Regions from separate parts of the Mus musculus genome. Here region 1 is linked to region 2. A link is a contact called in public Hi-C data. All regions are on one chromosome and are shown on one strand. The core of a region is the stretch at or near the end of the contact, and the rest is flanking DNA. Distances in the headings are between cores, read along the strand shown.

Region 1 (5,528 bases), core at 1,841-4,340, 950 kb after region 2:
GTGGTTTCACAATGAGATAGACATGCCTGTTCAACAGAGGAAGTAGTTGGCCCCTTGTCTCTGGGAGAAACAAGAAAGGATGCCATGTTATTCAGAACTAGGGCTTGCTGTAATCTCTGGGCATCGATCCCCTATGCTCTACCCCCTTTTCCTCCAAAGCACTGGGGGTGGGGGTGGGAAGAGTATGCAACCTCATCTAGATTTTGGTGGGGTGTTGGAGATCCTAATTAGGGTTCTCAGCTTGAGCAGTCTCAGAACTCATTGAGCCATTACCTTGGTCCACTTAAGATTCTGTGTCACATTCTCAGAAGTTTTGATTCATGACAGCAAAGTTCATCTCCAATCCAGGAAAAAAAATAATTATGCAGGTGCGCTTTAGAGAATTTAGTAGTATCTGCCTGACTGGGATGCAAGAAAAAGCTGTAGAAGCCAGGAAGATGTGCTTGGAGGAATTAGTAGGGGAAAGTTCAGAAGAGGATTTGATTCCATGATAAGAGGTTGTGAAAAAAAAAAAAACTGGATGTTTATGGATTCCTGTTAGCCTCGTAGTGATACAGTGCATACATTATAATAATCACTGTTGCAGAAAGACTATATTAAGTTGGTTCAATAGATTTAGAATAGCTAGGAGAACAGTTTTTCTCTTTATACCACCCACGCCCCATCAATAGACACACAAACATATAGATTATAGATAGATAGATAGATAGATAGATAGATAGATAGATAGATAGATGATAGAGATGGATAGATAGAAAGACACATAAATATACAGATGATAATTAATTAGATAGATATAGATTGAGATATAGAGAGATGTCTTCTTTCGTTATCTGTGTGTATATATGTGCACGTGTATGGGCATGACTGTGTGTTTGTGTGTCCATGTTGATTCAAATAAAGATATAAGGAGGCTTGAACTGAAACCAGTAAAAAAAAATATACATTCTTGTGATGTTTTAATAAAATTATCCTCATAGGCCCTCCGGGAGTGGTACTTTTTGAAGTAGGTGTGACCTTGTTGGAGGAAGTATTGTCACTCTAAATGGGCTTTGAGGTTTCAGATGCTCAAGCCAGGCCCAGGGTCACCCTCTCTTCCTGTTGCCAGCTTATCTGGATATAGAACTGTCATCACCATGTCTTCCTGACTGTCACTGTCTTAGTTAGGGTTTCTATTCCTGCACAAACATCATGACCAAGAAGCAAGTTGGGGAGGAAAGGGTTTATTCGGCTTACACTTCCATACTGCTGTTCATCACCAAGGAAGTCAGGACTGGAACTCAAGCAGGTCAGGAAGCAGGAGCTGATGCAGAGGCCATGGACAGATGTTCTTTACTGGCTTGCCCAGCCTGCTCTCTTATAGAACCAAGACTACCAGCCCAGAGATGGTCCCACCCACAAGGGGCCTTTCCCCCTTGATCACTAATTGAGAAAATGCCTTAGTGTTGAATCTCATGGAGGCATTTCCTCAACTGAAGCTCCTTTCTCTGTGATACTCCAGCTGTGTCAAGTTGACACAAAACTAGCCAGTACAGTCACCATGCTTCCTGACATACTGATAATGAGCTAAATCTCTTAACTGGGAGCTATCTTTAATAAAATGGTTCCTTATAAGAGTTGCCATGATCAGGTGCAGGGTACAATCATACCAGGCTCCTGTCAGCAAGAGCTTCTTGGCATCAGCAATAGTGTTGGGGTTTGGTGTCTGCAGATGAGATGGATCCTTAGGTTGGGTGGTCTCTGGGTAGCCTTTCCTTCCTTCAGTCTCTGCTCTACTCTTTGTCCCTGCCTTTCCTTTAGACAGAAACAATTCTGGGGTAAATTTTTTGAGATGGGTGAGCTCGATACATCAACTGGGGGTTCTGCCTATTGATTCCCCAGCATAGTTGGACACTAGAGTGGTGAGGCGTGTGTGGGAGAGTGGGTGTTCGAGCACCCTCATAAGGGCAAAGGGGAGGGAGAATGGGATGGAGTGGGTTGGCAGGGTACTGGGAAGGGGGATATCATTTGAAATGTAAACAAATCAAGTGATTAATAAAAGAAAGAAGAAAAAGAGTTGCCCTGGTCAAGGAGTTTCTTCACAGCAATAGAAAGCCTAAGAGAATTTTCAAGTAAAAATAGTTTGGGGACATTCAATACAGACTTCATTCAAGTCAGGGTACACAGAAGCCACAAGAATACTGTTTAGAATCTTGGAGACCTGGAGCAAGAGAATGGCTTCCTGTATGGATAAAGTAGGCTTACTATTGATGATTCCTTCAGTGTATAGTAAGCCTCAAATCAAGGAAAGCATGGAACACATCCCTTAACCCCAGGCTTTCCTTCTCTCTGTTTTCACAGCCGAAGCACAGCAACTAGGGAACTGATGATGCCAAGCCTGCCAAGCAATAGCACTGGATGGAGAAGGATGGCAAGTGGCTCTAGAATGGCAATGAAAAATGCAGTACCCAGGAAATGAGCATAAAAACATTCAGAAATCAATGAACTGAATAGGTTTTTGTGAATTAGAGTCCATATGAGAACATATATATAGAGAGCAAGAAAGAGAGGAAAAGATTATGAACCTGGGACTTCTAGCTGAAGTCATGAGGATCGTTGTGGTACACTTGATTTAGGAGTGGTAAACATGGGAAACTAGATTCTTAAGGAGGTGTTCATGACTCAGAAGTATGTTGATATAAGATACATGTTGATTAAAGAGCACCCCAGTGCAAATGCCAGCTGGGCAGGTGAGTGAAACAAACCATATCTCAAGGACACGTGTAGGCTCCAGAAATGCATTTGAGAGTTGTCAGCACATGCATGGTGCCTAATGAGATGATAATGGCTACTAACTAGAGGGAGTGTGTAAGAAAAATCAAGAAGACAGCCTACCTCCTGCTTCTTCGATCAGTTGAGAAGTAGCTATTACGGAAATTCGAGGAAGAAGAAAACAGAAGGAACCCTTAGGCATGCAGGATGTCAGAAAGTCCTAAGGAAAGAACATTATTGAAGGAAGGGGTGGAACAATCATGAAGAATGCACAGCTGAAGCTGTGACTCTTCAGTAAGTGGGAAAGGGAGGAGGCCTGGTTAGAATGAGCTGTCCACCAACAAAAGTGATAACGAGTTACTGTGTTCCCTCTCTCACTAAATAAAAGAAAGTTAATGCTGACACGTTATGTCAGCAGTTCGCAACCTCTGTGTCATGACACCTTTGCAGGCAAAGGATCCTTACACGGGGGTGACCTAAGACCATCACATACATTTACATTACATTACAATTCGTAGCAATAGGAAAATTACAGTTTTAAAATAGCAACAAAATAACTTTATGGTTGGGGGTCACCACCACCCGAGGAACTGTATTAATGGGTTGCTACATTAGAAAGGCTGAGAACTACTAATTTAAGTTAAACTCATGTCTACAGATATGAATGCAGGTCTTGGATTCCACGGGCCATGTCTTTTCCTCATTGCTGAGTAATTTTCCAGTTCTGTGATTCATACTGCACGGAGTGTAGTTATACAGTAACTTTCCAGTGGGCCTCTCACCCCAGGGATTTGCCATGTCTGACCTTCTCTTAGGCAAAAGATGAAGAAAATTTCTCATCCTAAGGAGGGAAAGAAAAAAAAAAAAGAACATAACCTAAATGGCAAGATATTAATCTTGAGACCATTTACAGGGAGGTGTTAAGTGGCCCCGTTGGCATTAACAGCAGTAAGCTTCGAATATCACTTGTACAGCAAGCTGCTTAGCTCTGCAGATAGCAAGTCACAGCAGGCCTTCTTGGGTTGCAAATATAGTCACTCTGTTTGCCAATTAACTCTTTCCCACATTGTGTTTTATATAACCAGCCAGGAAGCTTTTGCTTCGACAGCAGAATCTGCTGGCAAATGGTACTGTCCTGGGAATTGAAGTGATGCGACAGTAGCCACGGCAGTGGTCAAAGGGGACAGGAGAAATCATGGAGAAACAGTCATTAGTGAGCCAGAGCCTCCTGAGGCTTGCTTTTCTCTGGAATAAGTGTCCATATCCTCTCAGCTTCCAATCAGGCAGGGTAATGGACAAGACATTGCTCCTTTATCTTGAGAAAATGTAGCATGTCCAAGTTATTATAAACAAGCTACAAGGAGATTCTGTGATTTCCCAACTACACTGTCTGCTGTCCTTTTGTGCATCTTGCTGTTTTTTAAAACAGATTTCAGGAGGAGCAGGTGGCTGGATCTGTGTCCTGACCCCTTAGTATGTGACACGAAGGCTCCATGACTTCCTGCTTCTTGTCCCTTCAGCCGAACTTGGCAGGACTGACCAGCCCTCCTCATAAACGACTGAGTCTGTCTCTTCCATTCTTCCCTCATTATGATTTCTCACTCTTCTGGGAAGGTCCCTCCCCCTTTCTTCAACTAAACATGTTGATGGGCTTCTCCAGACCTCTTAACTTGTTAGTTTAATTCTTCACTTAGAAGATGCTGTGTAAGTTATCATCACAAGCAAGTTAGCTGTTTCTTGAGGAGATGGGGTCTAACCAGAAGAAACATATCACCAGGGTGATAAGTCACCAGAACGGGTACACTTTTGGTTCTGATCCTTGCCTTCCCCATCTCTTTGACTCTCTCTCTGTGTCTATCTCTATCTCTCTCCATCTGATTCCAATCAGGCACTAAACACAGCTGCATTGCTAGGAGCCATGTCTGGTACACTGTGACATTTATTTGGTGTTTGAAGACTACAGATTCATCTATTCGGTACTCAACTTGAGAGAGACAGAGACAGAAAGAAATAGGGAGGCAAGGAGCAGGACCAAGAGTATATAAACCCTGGTGACTTGTTTCTTCTGATTAGACCCTATCTCCTCAAGATATTTCTGCTGCTCAGATTCAAATAGGTACTTACTGTAGTAGCAATAAAATGAAATTGTTGAGATTATTTGTTTGCTTGTTTTATTTTGTTTTACGAAAATGTCCCTTTTTTCTCCTTCCTTGTAAATATCTCCTTCACTTACCCACTGCTCAAAGGTCTCACTTCTATCTTTGGCGTCTCCTCCTTTTCTCATGCACAGTCGCCTATCCAGTTCCAGTGACTCCATTACTGTATCTGGTAAAGTTGATGAACTCACCTGTGGTAATCAACCTTTTACTGCTGTGATAGAATACGTAGGTGAGATTATTTAAGAGGAGGGCGGGTTTATTTGGGGTCAGTGAGGCAGATAACGGGGAGCTGATGATGGAATGGTGGTCAGAAAGAAGAGAAGTTAAGAATGGAAGTAGGGAGAAAGAGAAAGGGGCAAAGATCAGGACAAAGAGTGTACCCAGCAGGTAACCTGTTTCTTTTGATTAGACCCATCTCCTCATGAACTATCATATCCACTAATGGTATAAAATCACTAATCTATCCATATGTGAAACCATTATTGAGGTCAGAGCCCTCGTTGCCTTCCAAAGCCCGACCTCTGAAACCTTCAATACATGAGTACCTGGAAGACCCTCTAAATACAAGCCATAATAACACCCAACCAGTGTCATCATGGTATCTTAACTGCTCTTCTT
Region 2 (6,400 bases), core at 1,326-3,825:
CTCATGGTACCACAGTTAGAAGCCCAAGGAGTAAAGCCTGGCATTAGAGTTACAATCCCAGACATTTTCAGCTGTGTAACTCAAACACTATACTTAGCCTCTCTGTTCTTATAGTTTTCTCATTGTAAAAACGGGGCTAATTAATTGTAACCCTGTATCTCTCACGGTTACTATACAAGTTAAATTATATATAACAGAAGAGGTTTAATTTCAATTGCCTCCAAGTTAATAATCACTAGATAAATGTCAGCTATGATTATTTCTCACGAAGCTAATGAACCCCATCAGGCAATCATCTCAGTGAACTGATCTCGCTGGTGAGGGCGGCCGGTATCAATAGGTAAAGGATTCAACTGCAAAAGGAGGTCAAGAAGGCAGGCAGGATGTGAAGAAGCAGGCAGGAGGGCAGGGAGGAATTGCTGGGTACAGGTCACAGTCAGATACAGCCGGGCCACCACTCAGATCTTGAGTTTCCGACCTGTTGGATTTCTGTTAGAGGAGATATGACTGATAGTTAAGGATTGTTTTTTTCTTAATTATTAACCAGATGTTCTGCTTATTGAAATAAATACTAGAGGGACAAAATAACACTATAGTTACAAAAAAAAAAGTTAAGTTTCGTTTTGTTTTAAATAAAGAAAAGAGCATCAGGAACAGAGAGTGTGGGTCAGTGGGTCAGCACCAGACTAGCAGTCACACACAGGCCCTGTGACCATCCTCAGGGTGGTGAGTGGGAGGGCAGAGGCACGGGGACAAGGAAGGGACTAATAAACAGAACGCAGGAAGGAAATTTGCCTTTTTTTCAGCTTGCTGAAGAATGCTTCAGGTCAGGATTTCACACTGCTCTGCATTCTGACCCCACATCTGACCTCCAGGTCCTCTTCAGCACAGCTCAGAGAGGCCTGGCTGTTCCTCTGTGTTCTGTTAGCTTTTAAAGAACTCGGCTACCCCCGTCCTACAAGTACACAAGGCATCCTGTGTGTCTCTCTACAACTTTTGATCAAAAATTTTCATAATATCTTACCCCTTCAGATGTCTGGTCTCTGTCTGTGTCACCCTTAAGAGGAATCACAAAGGCACCCCTAAAGCCCCTCTTCAGCTTCCTTCCTTCCTTCCTTCCTTCCTTCCTCCCTCCCTCCCTCCCTCCCTCCCTCCCTCCCTCCCTCCCTCCCTCCCTCCCTCCCTTCCTTCCTTCCTTCCTTCCTTCCTTCCTTCCTATTGTTTTTTTCCCCCTAAGCCTAGATGTCAATTTATCCAAGCTGGCCTTGAATTTCCTATGGAGCACGAGTTAGATCGATCTTCAATCTCAAAGGCAGATTATAAACATGTCTTCCATGCTCAGAACTACAGTGAAAGGTCCCATCCTGTGTGCATCTACTGAGTGCTTCAGTGATCAGCTGTCCCTCACCCCACAGAGATCCCTGCACATATTGAACTTGTTTGTGCCTGCATCTCCTCCATGGTCCTTGAACCAATCTCCTAAATTAGCTTGGAGAATAAAGAATCTAGACTCCTATGCTACCAGAGCACAAGCTACAAATGGCCAGGTTAGGTTCACTCTGCCTTCATCCCATGCCCCACACCCACACATCTCTGCAAATACCTTCATAACTACATGGCTGCTTTTTCATTGAATTTGAGGAGCAGGAGGTAGGACTTTTGGGAATGATCCTATGAATACAGGGGCAGCAGCCACTTATTCCCTCAGTGGTACTCTGGATCAGAAACAGCCGCAGAGAGGAAGAAGAAAAGGAAGAGATGGCCTGTGTAGTCTAGTACACACTCATATACACTTAAAAGTGTCAAACAGGGCTCTGGAGAGTTCTTTGGCAAACATGAACTCACCCCAGATAAATGGCTCTGAATAGGCAGTGGATCCAAAGCTACCACTTCTCCCCGGAAATGTTCAGTCTCATGGGAGAGACAGGACACCTCAAAGAAAAGGACACAGTGGCCGTGAGCTGAGAGGCAGAGCAGCTGAGTCTGTCAAGGAAGCCAGAAGGGGATTTACAGACACTGTGGCAGGTGTGAAACCAAGATCAGGTGGAGACGGGGATCAGCTGGAAGAGTCAGGAAACTAGCCGAACAGTCTGCTGGATGGCAGCTTTGGTGATGAGGCTGGTGTACCTCTGAGACAGCGTTCCTTACTTCTTCACTGGGACACTGACGGTGGTGGCCTCTTCTACTACACCTCAAGGAGTCTTTCCAAGAGTTGTAACACACTGCAGCCCTCCAAAATAGAGTGTCCCATCGGAAGTCCCATGAAGGGTTAAGAAATGGATGTGGGAAGATGGAGAAGGCAATTGCATCCATGCCCCTAACAGACCAGCCTCCGAAAAACATGAAGCCCTAGATGCCAGAGAATGACTGTGCCCTGTAGATTTGTACTAAGCTTTCACCTCGATATATCACCCAAAGAAAGAAAACTGGGAGGGGGGTGCGAATTCCAAAAAGATGACGCAGCCCTAAAAATCAAGATAGAGAATGCCCCGAGCAACTCATAGCACGGAATAACTGAAATGGAATTTCCTCCCCGTCAGTGGAAGGCACAGGTTCTCAACTCCAGCGAGGGGGGCCCCGGAGCCAGCCATGTGAATCAGCTCCTTGTTTGCAGTTCCAGGGAACCAGAGTCAGGAAGGGGCTGGGTGTGGAATGTGTACTTTCTTCAGCTATCACTCTCCCCCCACACACACACACCCCTCCCCTTCTGTTTACACCCTCAGTAAGACTGCGGCTTGGGCTACCCCACATGTAGAATCGCTGAGGTGATCATTCAAAAGAAGTCCTTCTGGGCTGGGAAGTAACTCAGTACAAAATCCAGAAGAACTGGATTCGATGCATAGCACCTAATAAAACCAGACTATGTGGTGCAAACTTGTGATCACAGCAACCAGGAGATAGAGGCTGAAGCTTAGAGTCATTCTCTGCTGTCCATTAAGTTTGAGGCTAGCCTGTGGTACCTGAGACCCTGTCTCAAGTGGGATGGGTTGGTGGGGGGGGGGGGGGACTAGACAGGGTGCTGATTTAAACTGGTGAGGATTTAGTAGGAAAATGCCAGAACTTTCTGGCTTCCTCTCCTCAATCTGATCATTGGAGGCGCCATGTAATCAGCTAGGAATCCAGGAAAAACGGTCTGAACTAGAGAGCAAGGAGCAAGCTTCCTCTTCCACCAGCCCTGCCTGTCACACCTGCATTCACTGTCCCCTAGCAGACAAAAAGGCACAGCCTCCAGTCATCCTCCTGAGCACTGGCTGGCTTAGGTTTATGACTTCCAGAGACTGCGGGAGAGCAGTGACTATAAACAGAAAAGGCCCTGTCACTTCCACAGGCTTCAGGTATCCAGCCTCTTGCTGGTAGTCAGAGTGTCTTCTGAGGGCCCTTGATGTCTGAATCTGCAGGAAGCAGCAACCTGCCACCTACGGACTAAACGTGGACACTTGTTGGGTAGCAAGCAGATGATGGAGAAAGGTGTGTCCAGAAGCCCCAGGGAAGGGATCCCATCTTAGAGTGCGTGCTAGCTGGGGACTGGACCCCTCCCATCTTCCATTTCAACACTTGCAGGATGACGATTATACAGCTTTTTCACCTTTGGAACTGCTAGGAAAATTAAATCGAACACTGGCACATTGGGAATGTCCAATAAAGTAGAACATGTAAAATCCTGGACGTTGGTGTCCACCCAGACACCATGCCATTTGATATATATGTGAGAACCGGGTTCACATCAGCCCACAGAAGCATCAGGAAGGCATTGGCTTCATCAGACAACAAAACTAAGCCACTTTCCTCAGTCTTACATGGGAAGCAGAGGGCATCAGATATGTCAGTTAAGCCGTTTATCGCTGGTTCATCACACCACGGAGGGGGGCCAATCTGATCAGCCCCACCTGAATTCCCCCAGTTTTCTCTTTCCCCCTCCCCGTTGTTTGTCGTTATCTAAACATTTATCATCCCCAGGAAGATGCAAATGCTATGTGAATTCACAATGCACTGTCAGCCGAAACCCTCCCAGCCATTTGGAGGATTTATCTTCGTGCTAACCAGGAGAACAAATGAAACCCAGGAAAATCTTAATTAACTCCATAAGCATCAGCCGGGTATTTCTTCCCCCCAGCTCACCCCCATCTTGTGGTTAATCAAGGAAGACTGGGAAGCTACAAAAACAACCTACATAGTTATGACTAGGTACGTAGGACAGGGCAAGGAAGGAGCTCCCATTGGAAAAAGGACTAACCCATCTCATGTGCAAGCTCCTGACCCTCTCTCTGTGAGGTCACTTGTAAATTGGTAACCTGATGATAATGAGACTCTGTCCAAGTCCCTTGGTTTGTGTTAGGCCTGTCCTAATTGTATCTGGTTTAACCCCCAAACTCTTCCCTGAGAGAGACCCTGTTACCACCCATTTTATACGTGGAGAAACAGAAGCCATGATGAGTGACTTGCCTGAGATCGTGACTACATACATAACTCAACCAAGGCCACCCAGGTGACACCTCTTTGTGTCACTGCTCTAGGTGAATGGATATTCAAGATAAGAAGATATGCAGGACTGTGATGCTGGGGAAGGCCAGAGTGGGAGAGTGGCTGGATATTGGTTTCCTGACTTAGGAAATGAGGACAGAAACCACGTCACAGGACTGTTAGAGCAAATCAATGGAACAAAGCCAGTGAAACATTAGAAAAGACTAAAGAACGACTTGAACAGGAGGACAGGGTGATTTCTCAGCGCACTGTCCTGCACTGAGTACAGGTTCCGTAATAATCCAGTGAATCTAGACTACTGGCTGGACCAACTTATACCTTTCTTGGGAGGCCTGAGTGAGAATGCTGGCTTATCTCTAGAATGTTCTCCCTCTTGAGGAGAAGCGTTTTTCCACAGCATAAGTGCTCTAGGATGGTCCTGTCTATGACACCTGATCTCTGCATGTTTTCAGCCTCCCTGAGTATGCATAGTATCTGGCTCTGACAGCCCTGGAATGGCCTTTCCTCCTTGTTCCTTCAGAGAGCACCCTAAGGAGAGCATCCAGTAGGCTCGGCCCCTCAAGCTCCAGGATATGCCCTAGTAAAGCGAAGCTGGGATAGAACTGCCTGTCTCCTGGGTTGTGCAAAAGGGGGCCAAGGCTGAGCTGCTAAACAATTGGGTTAACTGGTCACAAAATGATGGCACAAATATGAACTGCCAATCTGGGGACAACATACACAGCACACTATAATTCCAGCCCTTGAAAGGCTGAGGCAGGACTATCAACATAACTTCAAGGCCAGCTGAGCTACATCTCACAAAACCACAATTAACCAACTGCCAGTGTTCAGGAACAAGGAATGCCTGAACATAACGACCATAAGATAATGGGTGCTTCCTGAGTTATGGTGCCAGGACATGCCACAAGTGGTCTGCACCCTGGACAGCCATCAAACCCCATCAGAGCAAGCTCAGCAAATGTTTCCATGCTTGGCCCTGCTGATGCCATCTATCAATGTGCCAAATAGAACAAGGGAGATATGCCTATATACCAACTAGTCCTGTGCCTCAACACAGCATGAGGTCATCAAGCCAGACAAAATTGGTCCAGTCCAACTGGTGTATGTACTAATTTTTCATTGTAGGGGAGACAGTAAGAGGAGACAGCTCACAACATACAGCTATTTTCCATTAGCAATTTTCAATGTTCCATTTCTAATCACACACACACACACACACACACACACACACACAGATACACACACACAGAAATAGCCTCTCCAGCTTTCCACATCTGACTCTCCTTTCCTCTTGTCCCTCTTAGACTTTCCACAGGGTTGAACTTCCAGCAATTTCCAATCCTGACTTTCCACAAGCATCTGTGAGGATGCTCCTACCCCAGATGTCCTGCTGGGGGGTTGAGAGGGGGTGGGGGGACCTCAGTCATCTTTTCTCCAAAGGTCCTGAGCCAAGCTATGGAATTTCCTCAAGTCCTCATTCCCAGCTCCTCATGTAGTGATGGAAACCTCACCCCTCTGCCCAATGAGGCACCCTGTTCAACAGATCTGCTCTGCCCTTCTCAACAAGCCCAGTGTCCCCTGCTCATCAGATCTGCAATGGTGCCTTGGACCTTCATGCCTGGATTGATGACATCAGAGAAGATGACACCTCAAGTGGTCTTTCAACACATGGCTATACTGCACTCCCTCATCACTGTATCTGCTGTCTCCTCCTGTTCTTACAGAAGGACTCAGTGCTCCGCTCCTTCCGCACGCTCACTCTGACACGATGCTCTTTCCATGCCCTGGCTCTGGAGTGTCTCTGGGTATTTACCTAGTCTTCTTCCAGAGTGTAGTCCACGTAGTCATATCCTGACCAGGATCAGGTAGCAGACCCTGCTGATGGTCACAGGTACACAGATGTGTTCCACCCATTCCT

Evidence for each region. A called contact is a pair of places that touch in the nucleus more often than the background predicts.
Region 1: a contact with region 2 is called in a Hi-C map of pancreatic cancer cells, with 2.8 times the contacts expected there. The contact joins two enhancer-like sites. A contact is called at or near these places in 1 of 484 Hi-C or Micro-C datasets (pancreatic cancer cells) and 1 of 9 other capture datasets (embryonic tail).

What each region holds. Positions count from the first base shown.
Region 1 is chr15:61,163,498-61,169,025 of GRCm38.p6, reverse strand. Gm38563 (a long non-coding RNA gene) reads right to left here. Exons shown (of 3, transcript XR_875374.2): 3 at 2,063-3,592. Among named protein-coding and RNA genes, the nearest start is that of Gm38563, 9.1 kb to the right of the region's middle. Within about 2 kb of position 3,090, at least 18 of the 459 cell types and tissues checked have an H3K27ac peak or open chromatin away from gene starts, as enhancers often do. A contact at or near this core is called in pancreatic cancer cells, where this site is marked.
Region 2 is chr15:62,115,361-62,121,760 of GRCm38.p6, reverse strand. All of the region lies in intron 1 of Pvt1 (Pvt1 oncogene), which reads right to left. Among named protein-coding and RNA genes, the nearest start is that of Pvt1, 81 kb to the right of the region's middle. Within about 2 kb of position 2,575, at least 64 of the 459 cell types and tissues checked have an H3K27ac peak or open chromatin away from gene starts, as enhancers often do. A contact at or near this core is called in pancreatic cancer cells, where this site is marked.